Linked DNA regions of Sus scrofa: region 1 is linked to region 2. Evidence: chromatin contacts called from public HiChIP or PLAC-seq data. All regions are on one chromosome and are shown on one strand. Each heading gives the region's core, a stretch centred on a gene start, on an enhancer-like site or on the middle of the called end of the contact. The rest is flanking DNA. Distances are from core to core; before and after follow the strand shown.

Region 1 (6,462 bases), core at 1,371-3,870, 260 kb after region 2:
GAGCAGTCAGAAAACACAGAAAAGAAAATGTTATTCTCTGAATACTCACTTCATAACTTACCATGTGCTGAGGTCTTAGTCCTCTTTCTTTTAAAATCATCTAACTGAAAAAAAAAAATGGAGTTCCCATTGTGGTTCAGTGGAAACAAATCTGACTAGCATCCATGAAGATGCAGGTTCAATCCCTGATCTTGCTCAGTGGGTTAAGCATCCGGCATTGTCGTGATCTGTGATATAGGTCACAGACACAGCTTGGATCTGGCATTGCAGTGGCTGTGGTATAGGCCAGCAGCTACAGCTCCAATTCGACCCTAGCCTGGGAACCAACATATGCTGGGGGTGTGGCCCTAGAAAGCAAATAAAATAAAAAAATAAAATAAAATCAGCTAACTTATAGCATGTCTGAAAATCCTGTATTCTACTGATGTCACTGAAAACTTGGCTGATTAAATTAAAAATGATAGATGAAACAAAACTAATGTTTGGAATTTAATTGCAGAAATGAACCATTAAATTTAAAAATCACTTATGCCTTGAGCAGAGATTCTCTGTGAAACTATAGCTGAGCTTAGCTTTCTGGTTTAAAATACGACACTTACAGGAGTTCCTTTTGTGGCGCAGTGGTTAACGAATCCAACTAGGAACCCCGAGGTTGCGAGTTTGGTCCCTGGCCTTGCTCAGTGGGTTAAGGATCCGGGGTTGCCATGAACTGTGGTGTAGGTCTGGGACGTGGCTCGGATCCCGTGTTGCTGTGGCTCTGGCATACGCCGGCGGCTACAGCTCCGATTAGACCCCTAGCCTGGGAACCTCCATATGCTGTGAGAGCGGCCCTAGAAAAGGCAAAAAGACAAATAAATAAATTAATTAATTAATTAAATAGGACACATATAATTGGAACATGTGTGAGAGATCTTTCACAAATGATTGTTATTATTCAAATTAGAAGAGGTGGATCCAGTGTAGGTTTGCCAGATAAAATGTGGGAGGCTCAATTAAATTTGGATTTTAGAGAAACAACATATAACCTTTTAGCATAGGTGTGCCAAATATTACATGCACTAAATATTCCATGGACCATACTTATACTAAAATTTACTCACTGTTTATCAGAAACTAAAATTATTTAAAGTTAGTTTAGTGTCTGCTATATTTATTGCTAAGTATGATAACTCAGGTGATTTGAAATCAATAGCTGGTCCAGAATATTAGAAGTATAGAGTATCATAAAGATAATGCCTTCCCAAAGCATATGCTCAGTAAATAATTATACGAGTTGAACCAAGGGGAACATCTTCCTATGTAGTAAATACATCCATTGCACACTAACTCTTTAAGTAGATATTTTTTCTTTATTTACCATATGAAGAAACTAAGTCTCAAAGAACTTACTTGAATTTTTCAGGGTCACACAGTAGGTGGTATTGATGACACAATTATCAAAGAACTTTCTGTCATTAAAAACCCATGGTTTTTCAATACAAAAATTCAGAAACTTTGAGATATCTCATGAGCTTAAGGGAAAATGGTTTTAGGATATCAAGCCAATTTTGCAGTAAGACTGGAAACAAAGTTCACTGGGCCAGCTGGAAGTCCACAATGAAAGCTCAGGCCAAACAACTGGTTTGAGAAGCTGGTACACACACACATTCAAGAGCACTGCAGGTATTTCTTTGCATGTACTTAAAACTTGTAAGCAATGCACAAGATAGAGTACTGCCTAAATTCTACTTTGAAAACAATGGAAATTTAATTGAAAGGACTTCGTTCTCTGAACATAGAATTTTGCATAAAGTATGCTAAGAAAAGCTAAATATGTTGCTAAGCCCAAAAGAAGGAGAAATCCACAGGTAGCAGAAATAAAGAGAATCTCAAAATCTAGAGGAGGAGTGACAGTTGGAAGCCACAATCCTGGATATACATTTTAGATGATGTCACAGCTGGTTCTGGATGTAAGTTTTAGAAGATGAGTTTTGGGCTTTTCATGTTCACAGAGGATAGGATGAGATCTGAAGTCATTTGACACGAGCAACTCTAAGGGAGTCTCTTGCTTGTTGCTAAGACTTTTGAAAGCATATACAGTCCATGGAAAAGAGATTGATTAGAAAAATTAAGCACATCCTGTGTGGGCTAGTGCCTCCTGTGGAGGCTAAGCAGGACGAGGTGCTTCTTGCATGGTCTACAGTGGCAGGGGCAAACCACCACTGTTATCTCTGACTTCAGAGGTGGGTGTGGCCCATCACCACTAGGGGTCCATGAACAGGCACCACTTGCGGCCCCAATCACCTCAAGGGCACCACAGAGGAGGGCACTGTGACTGAACACCACTTGTTGTTGCGATCGCACCCCTGGCAGCACACTGACCCTGCTGATTCCAGTGCCAAATGCTCTGAGCAGTGCCCACACACTTGATCTCTGTCACTTCCCAGAAACCTGCAATTAGGAGCAAACTGTGCAGCACCTCCTGTGTGGGATAAGTGAGACAGTGTGCTTCTTCTGTGGTCTGCAGGTGGTGGGGGCAAACCACCACAGTTATCACTGATTCCAGAGGTAGGCATGGCCCACTACCGCTAGGAGTCCCTGAGCAGGCACCATTTGTGGCTCCAATCACCTCAGGGGAGGGCACTGCAATCTAACACTACCTGTTGTTGCTGTCAATCCCCTGGGAACACAAACACTCTGCTGCTGCCATTGCTAAATGCCCTGAGCACCTTGTAAATCTGCCTAAGGCTCATAACCACTTCCCAGGGCCCTGCAACTAGGAGTAGCCTGCTCCACCTTCATGCAGGTCCTTGCTGCTGTTAAGAGCATAGAAACCAGGCATTGACTACTAGCCCTACCCATTGCACCCTGGGGAAAACATCCTGTTCGCATCGAAGAAAGCGGCAGCAAAAATTCAAACTCCCACACCAAAAATAGTTTTTATTTAACGCCCCACAAAATACAAAGGGGAGCTCCCGCATAGAAGTAGTCATCCAAGACTACATTTTGGCTTCCCTAAACTCACAGAGAAAGAAAAACATAAGCAAGATGAAAAAGCTCAGAAACCATTCCCAGTTAAAGAAACAGAACTCACATGAAGCAGCAAAAAATGAAACAGACCTCTGCAAGTCTGATAGACATTGAATTCAAAAGGGAGATAGTGAAAATACTGAAGGAATTAAGGCTGAATATAGAGGAATTAAGAGCGGATATGAACAGCAATGCAGATTACTTTATAAAGGAACTAGAAAGTAGAAGGAACATAGAAAAATTTTAAAAATTCGTTTGCAAAGACATAAATTAAGTTAAGGCATTAAAGAGCAGAAAGAATAATGCAGAGGAAAGAATTAGTGACTTGGAAGATAGAATAATGGAAATCACCCAATCAGGACAGCAGACAGAAAACCAAATGAAAAAACACAAAACCAGTATAAGAGATATATGGGATAATATAAAGTGGACCAATCCACACAAAAGAGGAAATCCAGAAGGAGAAGAAATACATTTAAAATATTAATCTTAGAACATTTAAAAAAGACATAGAAGTCAGAACACAAGAAGAAAATAGTATAGGAAAAGTAAAAGCAGAAAAAAAAAATTTCTTGAATTAAAAACTTTAGTAATCAGACTAAAATCTCAAAATGTGAGTTAAACTGAAGACAAAATTAATAAATGAATATGTAGATCTTAATAGACAATCCAGAATTCAAGAAAGAGTGATAGAGATGGGGTATACTATAAAGAGATATGATGTGGACATTAGAAGGAGACTATTGAATATATATTTGTTAGAAAAAAAATGGAGATTAGACAATATTAAAAAAATACTGACTCCAATTTTTTCTGAACTGAAGAAAGATATGAGTCTTTATGTTAGAATTGCACAAGCATTCCCAAGGAACATGACATTCATTGTAAAACTGCAGAATAGCAAAGACAATTGACAAATAAATTTTATGAGGTACACAAGAGAAAAGACATATTACTCATGAGGAAAATTAATGTGTCATAGTCTACAACAGTAACAATATAAGCCAGAGTAATTGTCATTGAAAGGCATGCTGAAATTATTTTCATACAAAACAAGACTGTTTACTAATCACATTCACTGAGAAAAAATTACTGAAAGGTGGACTTCACAAAAAGGAAAATTATTCCAGATGGAAGTTTTGAGAAATAAAAGCAATAAAAAGGAGAAAAATTAGTAAGCATGCTAGTACTTCAAAATAATTATTGATTGTTGATTTATAAACAACAACAAAAATGAGATTATTTGGTGAAGTTTAAAAACAAGTTGGGATGTAGAATAACATGAAAATGGGAGAGGATTAGAGTTAAAGCATTCTAAATTTTGTCAATAAAAAATATTGATTAAAATTGGACTTCATTATATATCCATGTTAAAGAATGTAAATAAAATATGTATATATTCAAAAGAACAGATTAATAAAAGTGAAAACTTTGATAGTATATGTAAAACGGAAAATTTAAAAAGCTGATAAACAGCATGGAAAATAGAAAACACACACAAAAGAGAGAACTAAATCTAGATATACAGTAAACATAAAGAGATAAAGTGATTAAACTCACTGATAAAAGGCAGGGATTTCAACTTTTAAAGGGACATTATTTATATAATTAGTAAGAATGGAGAAAATGTTTAAATAAAAATGTATCAGAAAAAAGAAATCTGATGTTGCATTATTATTATCAAACAAATTTTGGTTTTAAGACAGAACCATTAATTTTGATTAAGAGAATCTAAGAAATGTACACTTTGAACACCACACTTACAACCTCGGAATCTTTTCCTTTAAAGTCAGAAATACGTCTAAGAAGCCATTATTGTTTCTATACATTTCTGTAGTGGAGGTCTTAGGTAATACAGAGAGGTAGGAAAATGAAACAGGAAGAATTAGGATCAGACTGGGACAAATAAAATTTTCTATCTGCAGACAAGTTATTAGAACAACAATTTGAGAATCTTCGTAAGTTGTAAGGTCAATATTAGGAAGTCTATTTGAGGGTGAGGAGAAGAGAGCTGTTTTCAAGAGGTGGCTTTCACTTTACAGGCAGGTAATGGTCTGAACATACCCCCATTCAGCTATTCCTTCTCCAGACCTGGGTTTAGTTTGGTTACTCTATGCACTCTGCCATTTTCTGTGATAGAGTCTTTGGTCAGATTCCTACATTGACCACTGAAGTGTATCTTTCCAACACACATTTCTCTCTGTACTTTTACTTACAAAGATAGAGCATAATTGTGGCATTGGCTATTAGAGACATTTTGAGCACCATCACATACGTAGCAGAATTTCATGTTCCAGCTAATCCATACTTACAGCCAATGCACTGAAGGATTTTAGGTCTCTGTATTCTTCAGCAGAAGTAATTTTACTAAACTTAATAGGAAGCTCAGTATTTTTATGATTCCCTTTCAATGACTAAGGGCAGAAGCATTTACAATACATTTTATCCTACTGTGAAGCTTCAGGCAAAGAACCCAGAGAGTGAAATTTATTTGCTCTGATAGCTGAACTGATTGAATGACTGTCACATCTGGGGGTGACGTGCAGAGGGAAGACAACATTGTTCCAGGAGGAAAAAGTAAATAGATATTTAAGAATATTGAAATCTAATTACTACAGACTAAAGTGACTCAGAGTGAGAATATTTCTTTCCTCTTCTTGGGAATGATTTTATCTTTTTCCTCTTAGATTTTCTCATCTTCTTGGTGGCCTTGGGAATATGTGTTTCTTCCAAATAGCCTTCAAAAAGCTGTAAGCAAATAACATACCAGGCATTTACCAAGTGTCTTAGAGTTTACAAAGCAATTTCACAAACGTTATCTCCCTGGGGGCTCACAAAACCCTGAGAGGGAGTTATGGTGTCATTCCCACTTGGTAGGGATGTTGACTTCCAGAAAGGTTAAGTGGCTTTGTTTTTTTAATGGCAGGGTCCAGATTCTAGCCGGTAGGCTGCTGATTCCAAATTCAGCATTCTCTCAACCACATTTCTGGAACTCAGTGAATAATACAAAGAACAGCATTAAATAAGATATTGGAAGCCATCTGTCTGTAGGTAACAGCTTTTCTCGGAGCACAGGTCTCTGCCAAGGACAGAGGGTATTGTATTGCATTTGCGAGTTCTTCCATGGATTTCATTTACTGCAAAGAGCTTGACTTAGGTCTCTTGAATTCTAGTCTTGATTTGCCCAGTGCATTTGGAATCTTGGGAAATTTATTAAACCCTTCTGGTAACAGTTTTCAACTCATTAAATGAAGTTAATACTAATTACCATGATGACACCAAGGTTACTGTGAGCATAAAATAAATAATAAATGACATCTCAGAAAGCTTAAAGTGTAATATAAAAGTGAGAAAAATAGTATCCTGGTCAATAATAATGTACTAAATAACAAGGCAAGCTTTGGTTTCAGTTAACAATTAACATATGTCCATGGACCTCCACATGGATATTGA
Region 2 (6,344 bases), core at 3,265-5,764:
GATGGAATCAACAAAATAGCAGAAAAGCACCTTGTTGGCACTTTGCAGTAATAATTCCTCCGGAGCACAGAGAAGCCAAATATATCTACCTCCCCCTTTGAAATTTAAGGGAAAGAGAGTAATATAGGTGTGGTGTAGTTTTAAAAAATATAAGCAATTCTGAGATTGATGTAGTGACTTCTCAAGAATTTAATCACACTGAGAGTATAACTGCAATGCCTTGGATCAAAATGGATTTGAGATGTTTCCTTTGCCCGATCAAGATGAAATGGAGACTGCTGGTGGTGGCAGCGTGATTGGCTGGTCTTCACATACCCTATTCTCCTGCCTCGGTGGTGGTTACCATCTCACCAAACATATGACCCCTTTAAAATGAATTCTTCCTGTACTGATCCATCTCTACTTCAAAGCAAAACAAAGCAAACAAAAGAGGAAAAAAAAAAACCTGCCCACAGCCTTAAGAGGAAGAGCAGGAGTACACATTCACACCTGCTTACCAGGAGGCAGGGCAGCTGGGAATCTCCCTCCATGGACCCCCTGATTGATACAGAGTGACCTTCATTTCATTCCACAGTGGCTCCGTGAGCGCAGAGGTGGGGCAAGGTGGGATGGAGCAGAGGGGATGGACGGGAAGACTTTTTCATGACACCACTGGACAGGCAGAGAGCACAAGATCAAACCAGGGACGCGCCTGCTGAGCGTGTGTGTGGTGTGCACGTGCCTCCTGCCCTCCCCAGCGTGGCTGAGGGTGGTGTCTCTCTCCAAATTCAACACCATTAGCAGGGTGAGAAGAGATGACGCTGACCCCCCGTGAGGAATTTCTTAAGAGGGTCCCCTAGGGAGGAAAGTTTGGCAGGGACTAGCCCAACCAATGTATTTATTTTTTTAATTTTTTACATATATTTTTTGTCTTTTTGCCTTTTCTAGGGCCACTCCTGTGGCATATTCTAGGGCTGTTCTCAGACTAGGGGTCTAATTGGAGCTGTAGCCACTGGCCTACACCAGAGCCACAGAAATGCGAGATCAGAGCCGCATCTGCAAACTACACCACAGCTCAGGGCAAGGTCGGATCCTTAACCCATTGAGCAAGGCCAGGGATCAAACCTGCAACCTCATGGTTCCTCGTTGGATTCGTTAGCCACTGAACCACAACAGGAACTCCCCAACAAATGTATTTTAAAGAGAGAGATTACAGAGCCTACACAGTGTTACTTAGATGTACTTAACATTTTTCTTCAATGTTTTCCTAACCAACTTCTCCCAAACACTTGTCATGGAAAACTAAGATTCTGTTACCTTCATGAAAATCTAAGTGTAAAAAGCATCCCTGGTATAACATCCAAAGCTTTTTGGACACTGGAATTCAGTGTCCAAAAAGAAACTACTGCTTGCATTGTAGGGCTATCAAAATACAGGTGGCTGGACTTGCCACTGTGGTGCAATGGGTTAAGAATCTGATTGCCTTGGCTCGGGTCACTCTGGAGGTGGGGGTTCAATCCCAGCCCTGTGCAGTGGGTTAAAGGATCTGGCGTTGCCATGGCATAGGTTTCAGCTGCAGTTCAGATTCAGTCCCTGGCCCAAGAACGTTCATGTGCTGCAGGTGCAGCCATTAAAAAAAAAAAAAAAGAAAAGAAAAGAGGTGGCTGTTAAAAGCTACCCTTTACCTAATGTCACTAGGTTTGCCACTATCAAGTATTATTCACTCTACCTACATTTGTCATCTCTTTTAATCCTCACAGGGTACTATTCCCATTTTATAGATAAGAAAACTAGGAACCTACATGTCATGGCTCAGGACTTTAGTGACTGCTTTCATATTTAGGTTAGGCAATGTGAGATTGCCAATAAGCAACCATTTTTTGACCCACAAAAATATCAGCTTAGTATGTTACAACATAATATCTCAGTAGACCTTGCTTTTCAGGCTGAGTAGGCAGATCTGTCCCAATGTCCCCTAACAACACGACTAATAGACCACTGCTCAGGGCAAGAAACTATGTTATTCATTTTTTCTTATATTTTACTTCCATTTGATGATTTAGTCCTTTCTCTGAGACTTGTGTTTAGCCCAGGACCCCATCCAATATTAGAGACATACAGATCCAAAGGTATTACACAATTGCCACTGCTTAATTTGGCCACATTCACGTGTGTTATTTAGAAGAGGTTTGAGTACCAGGTATTCCAGTGTGAAAAGGGCCATCAAAACCCAATCTGGCCAGATTTGTATTCATGACTCAAGTTCAGTTAATCATAGCATTAATAAGTCTTTATATGTTTAAATGATGGACCAGCTCTTTCACACTCGCTAGGTTCTTTTGACTTAAATAAATATACAATTCTCCCTCTTTAACTGTCATGACAACAGAGGCTTAGAGATATAAGCTGAGGCCAAAAAATTGGCAGGGTATCCTTCCCTGAATTCTTTTGGTTTATGGCCTGAAGGACTAGTTACTGCCTACCCAAAAGACAAATCCTTTTTTTTTTTTTGCTTTTCAGAACTGCACCTGTGGTATATGGAAGTGCCCAGACTAGGGGTCAAATTGGAGCTATAGCTGCTGGCATGTACCACAGCCACAGCAATGCAGGATCCAAGCCACATCTGTGACCTACACCACAGCTCAGGGCAATGCTGGATCCTTAACCCACTGAGCGAGGCCAGGGATTGAACCTGCATCCTCAGGGATACAAGTTGGGTTCGTAGCCACTGAGCCACAGTGGGAACTCCCCTGAAACACAAATTCTTAAGATCTGCCCTGAAGCTGGCAGGAGGAGGGCCCATTAGGGTCCCTCAGAACACTCAGGGAGAGGCCACAGGCTGTTCCTCTTGGCAGTAAGTGCTCTGCCAGCCTGGCCTCCCAGCTCAAAAGCTGCTAACATTTTCAAATGAATGTCATGTCCCTTGGAAAGGCAAGGGTGAAAGGGAGCTTGGCCTAGACTCTCCTGGCAAGGTGACGGGTGAGGGGATGAGGAAAAGGAGTGACAGAGAAATGACAAAGAACCCAAGGGACAGGACAGGGAAGACAGGGGACCGTGAAGGCACTCTTCCTGTGACTCAGACCCAAGGACAGGAATGGGACAGGAATGCATATTTCCAAGATGAGCCACCAGCATTCCTTTGGAGAAGTGACTGTTTGTCAGGTCAGTCCAACTGCTGTGAGGACACTAAATATAGGTACCCAGAATGTGTCTTTTAGGAAGGGGCTGGGAGGAAGGGGAGGGAGGGAAGCAGGGAGAGGGGGTGTTGGAAGGATTGAGCACCTCAGCCAGCAGTTTTTTCCAGGCAAGGTCATTTAGAAGCCCTCACTTAAAAGGTCTGGCTCTTCAACTATTTCTTTTTGAAAGTGGAATTTTCCTTTCTGCAAAGAACATGAAGAAAATCTTTAATTCTATTAAAGACTGACCCCCAGAGATTATACACTCAATGACATTTTTTTTTAATCTAGGAAATTAAATAAAATGCTAGACTTTGGTGTATAAGAATTACTGACTTTAAGTATAAGACTTCGAGTCTAAGAATTACTAGAAAATGGCATCGTAATTGAAAAATAGCTTTCAAATGGGAAAAAAAAGAGATCTATACAAATTTAAATTATGACTTCTAATGCTACCACAAAAATTCCAGCAGAAGTGAACGTGAAAAGACACATCATGCTTTACTGTCGCAAAAGCCATGCTTTACTGTCCAACATGTTAAGATCCTACATTTCAGAATTCCCATCGTGGCTCAACAGAAACAAATCTGACTAGCATCCATGAGGACACAGGTTCAATCCCTGGCCTTGCTCAGTGGGTTAAGGATCTGGCGTTGCTGTGAGCTGTGGTGTAGGTCGCAGATGCAGCGTGGATCCTGCATTGCTGTGGCTGTGGAGGAGGCAAGCAGCTGCAGCTCCAATTCTACCCCAGCCTGAGAAATTCCATATGCCATGGGCGTGGCCCTAAAAAGACACCCCCCCCCCCACCAAAAAAAGGAGTACACAAGAAAGAAAAGATCTTTCTACACAGGGGGATTGGGGGAGAAGGGGAATGGTTATAGGAAGAAAAAAAAAAAATTCCACGTTTCTCTGTGTACACAAAAATTCTTGCTTCAACCTTTCCACAGACTCACTTCTTTGAGGAAATAGCTGCTGGAAACTGGATTATTAAGCAGGTTTAAGTCATTTTACTGACAAGTATAAGTCATTTATACTTACATGTTCTCTTTTTTTTTTTCACTTCCAAAATCCCCTAGATCTAAATTTATCTGGAAATATTTAAGGTTTTTCTTACAATGGAGGACTATTTGACTTGGGACTAAAAACCAGTGTTTTCTACCAGCATATTCCGAAGATTTTCTTCAGAGAGTCTTTCTCATACAATGAGGTGGACCCAAGAAGCCTGTGACTGGCAGCTGCATTTGGTCAAGGCTGCTCAGTACCATGAAGACAGCCTCAAGATTGTCACCTCAATACAGCTGTTACTAAACTGTTGCCCAGGGAAAGTGGAGAGGGAACACGTCATTGCCACCCGCAGTGGCAGTCTCAAGGTCATAGACAATGTGAGAAACCGGAAGTTATGCAACATTTCCTCTCTCCAGGTCCTCCCGACAATAACTTTGAGAAGAGCCAGACAGTACCATCACAAATAGAACAATCGTGTTGAGGTGGCTCTGCTGTCTTGTCCTTCTGTCAGCCTCAGGAGTAATGGCAGGGCCTTCCTGGGGCTGAGTGACTGGCATGGGCATGCATGCATACAGGGCTGGTCGACCACTCAGTGACAGCACCCACATCGCCACAGGGCAGTTCGCATTTCTCTGATATCCTCTTTCTTGCTCCAAGTTTTCAGAGCTCAAGGAGACAATTACCCTGCAAAGTGGGTCCAGAGAGCCAGTAAGTAAGACGATTAAACCATCAAGCATAAAAATTGAACATCGGAAATGGAGAGCACCTTTGTTCAAGGTCAAGTTGCCAGTCAACGGCAGGTGGGAAAATGGACCCCTGAAGTCACAGCTCCTGTCTCTGGGAATAGGTAGCTGTTTCAGAGCTTCTCATCATCCCTAAAAATAAGTTAGCCTTTAAAAACAGGAGTCAAAGTGGATTTTTAAAGGATTTATCTGAGTCACAGCCCCCTCAAGAAAGTGAAAACTGTGTGTGAGACTTGGAACGGCCCCGTAATGCTCCTACTAAGAAATCCTATGGGCGTTAGGGACGAGGGGGAGGTCAGAGCTGGTGAGGGGCAGGCTGGGTGGAGGACCAGGGCTCTTCTCACCTCCCTGCAGAGCTCTGAAAGTAAGATGTCTGCAAGCCCCAGGAGCTTTGCCTGCAATGCGGGTAGGAGAGCTGGCTGCAACAGACAGTTCTATTCTTCCTTCCCAGGTTGGTTTTAATACCACACAACAGATAATTTTCAGAAGGATGTTTTCTCAATTGAAAAAGTGACACTCCTTTTACCTCCAGAAGAATTGAATTTATTCATGTTCATGTTACCTGGTGGGGCCACTCGGTCCTGATATGTGGGCTTAAATTCACTGATGGTGAGCAGCATCACTTGGATGGTTCCAATGAAGATGCCAGCCAGGCAGCCATAAAATATAACGTAGAATAGAAGGATCTTAACTGCAAGGAGAACAGACAGAAACGAAAAGGCTATGATGTAGTCATATATTCAGAATACAAAAGGCTAACTTCTCAGAGATGAATGAATTTCCTTCCTGGCTTCCCCTCCAATCTGTGTCTTTGGAGCTTCCTTTTCCAACAGTGATCAAGAGAAAGAACCTCACTTTCAGACTGTGGGGTAAAAAGAGGGGAACGGGCAGCCCTCCATTATTGTGTGTGAGTGTGTGTCTGTGTTGTGGAGCGGTTAAGGGCAGGGCAAAAATTCAGCTAGAACTAAGATTCTTTATAGGAAATAATTTTATTCCATATATTTGGGGGAAAAACGTCATGAAGATGATCAACAAAATCTAGGGCTATGTTTGCGTGCTTATGCAATGCATTTCAAATATGACAGTATACTTCCTTAGAGACCTCTGTTTTCTTCGCTTGCTTATCCCTTGACATTTCAGGACTTCAGTCCAGGCTCTGCTGCTTCCCCAAAAGCTCAAAGGCCTGTAAGTTTTTATGCTGAGACAGGGCAATGAATGCTGAGAAACCCAGTGAAACTCTCCTGACCTAGCACACTGTCTTTCCTATCAGGGGAACCAAACACGGGTGGAGGGAGAAAGAGGAACTGCTATAGTAAAAACTGACAAGCAAATTTTTCTTTCTTTTTCTGACTGAACTCAGACCAGGGACTGACTTGAGAAGCTGCATTTTCTTTTCCCTATAGTTCATAGGATAAGAGAATGGAGACTGAAAATAGCTGCA

The links. HiChIP or PLAC-seq counts read pairs in DNA pulled down with a chosen protein or histone mark.
Region 1: an H3K27ac HiChIP or PLAC-seq map of skeletal muscle shows a contact between it and region 2. The contact joins two enhancer-like sites. A contact is called at or near these places in 1 of 5 promoter capture datasets (liver), 1 of 47 Hi-C or Micro-C datasets (psoas muscle) and 2 of 2 datasets of contacts at active chromatin or transcription factors (alveolar macrophages and skeletal muscle).

What each region holds. Positions count from the first base shown.
Region 1 is chr4:82,183,716-82,190,177 of Sscrofa11.1, forward strand. It overlaps the pseudogene LOC106510108. Among named protein-coding and RNA genes, the nearest start is that of DPT, 100 kb to the right of the region's middle. Within about 2 kb of position 2,621, at least 3 of the 83 cell types and tissues checked have an H3K27ac peak or open chromatin away from gene starts, as enhancers often do. A contact at or near this core is called in skeletal muscle, where this site is marked.
Region 2 is chr4:81,926,792-81,933,135 of Sscrofa11.1, forward strand. It overlaps ATP1B1 (ATPase, Na+/K+ transporting, beta 1 polypeptide), which reads right to left. Exons shown (of 6, transcript NM_001001542.1): 2 at 5,466-5,594. Among named protein-coding and RNA genes, the nearest start is that of ATP1B1, 7.1 kb to the right of the region's middle. Within about 2 kb of position 4,515, at least 20 of the 83 cell types and tissues checked have an H3K27ac peak or open chromatin away from gene starts, as enhancers often do. A contact at or near this core is called in skeletal muscle, where this site is marked.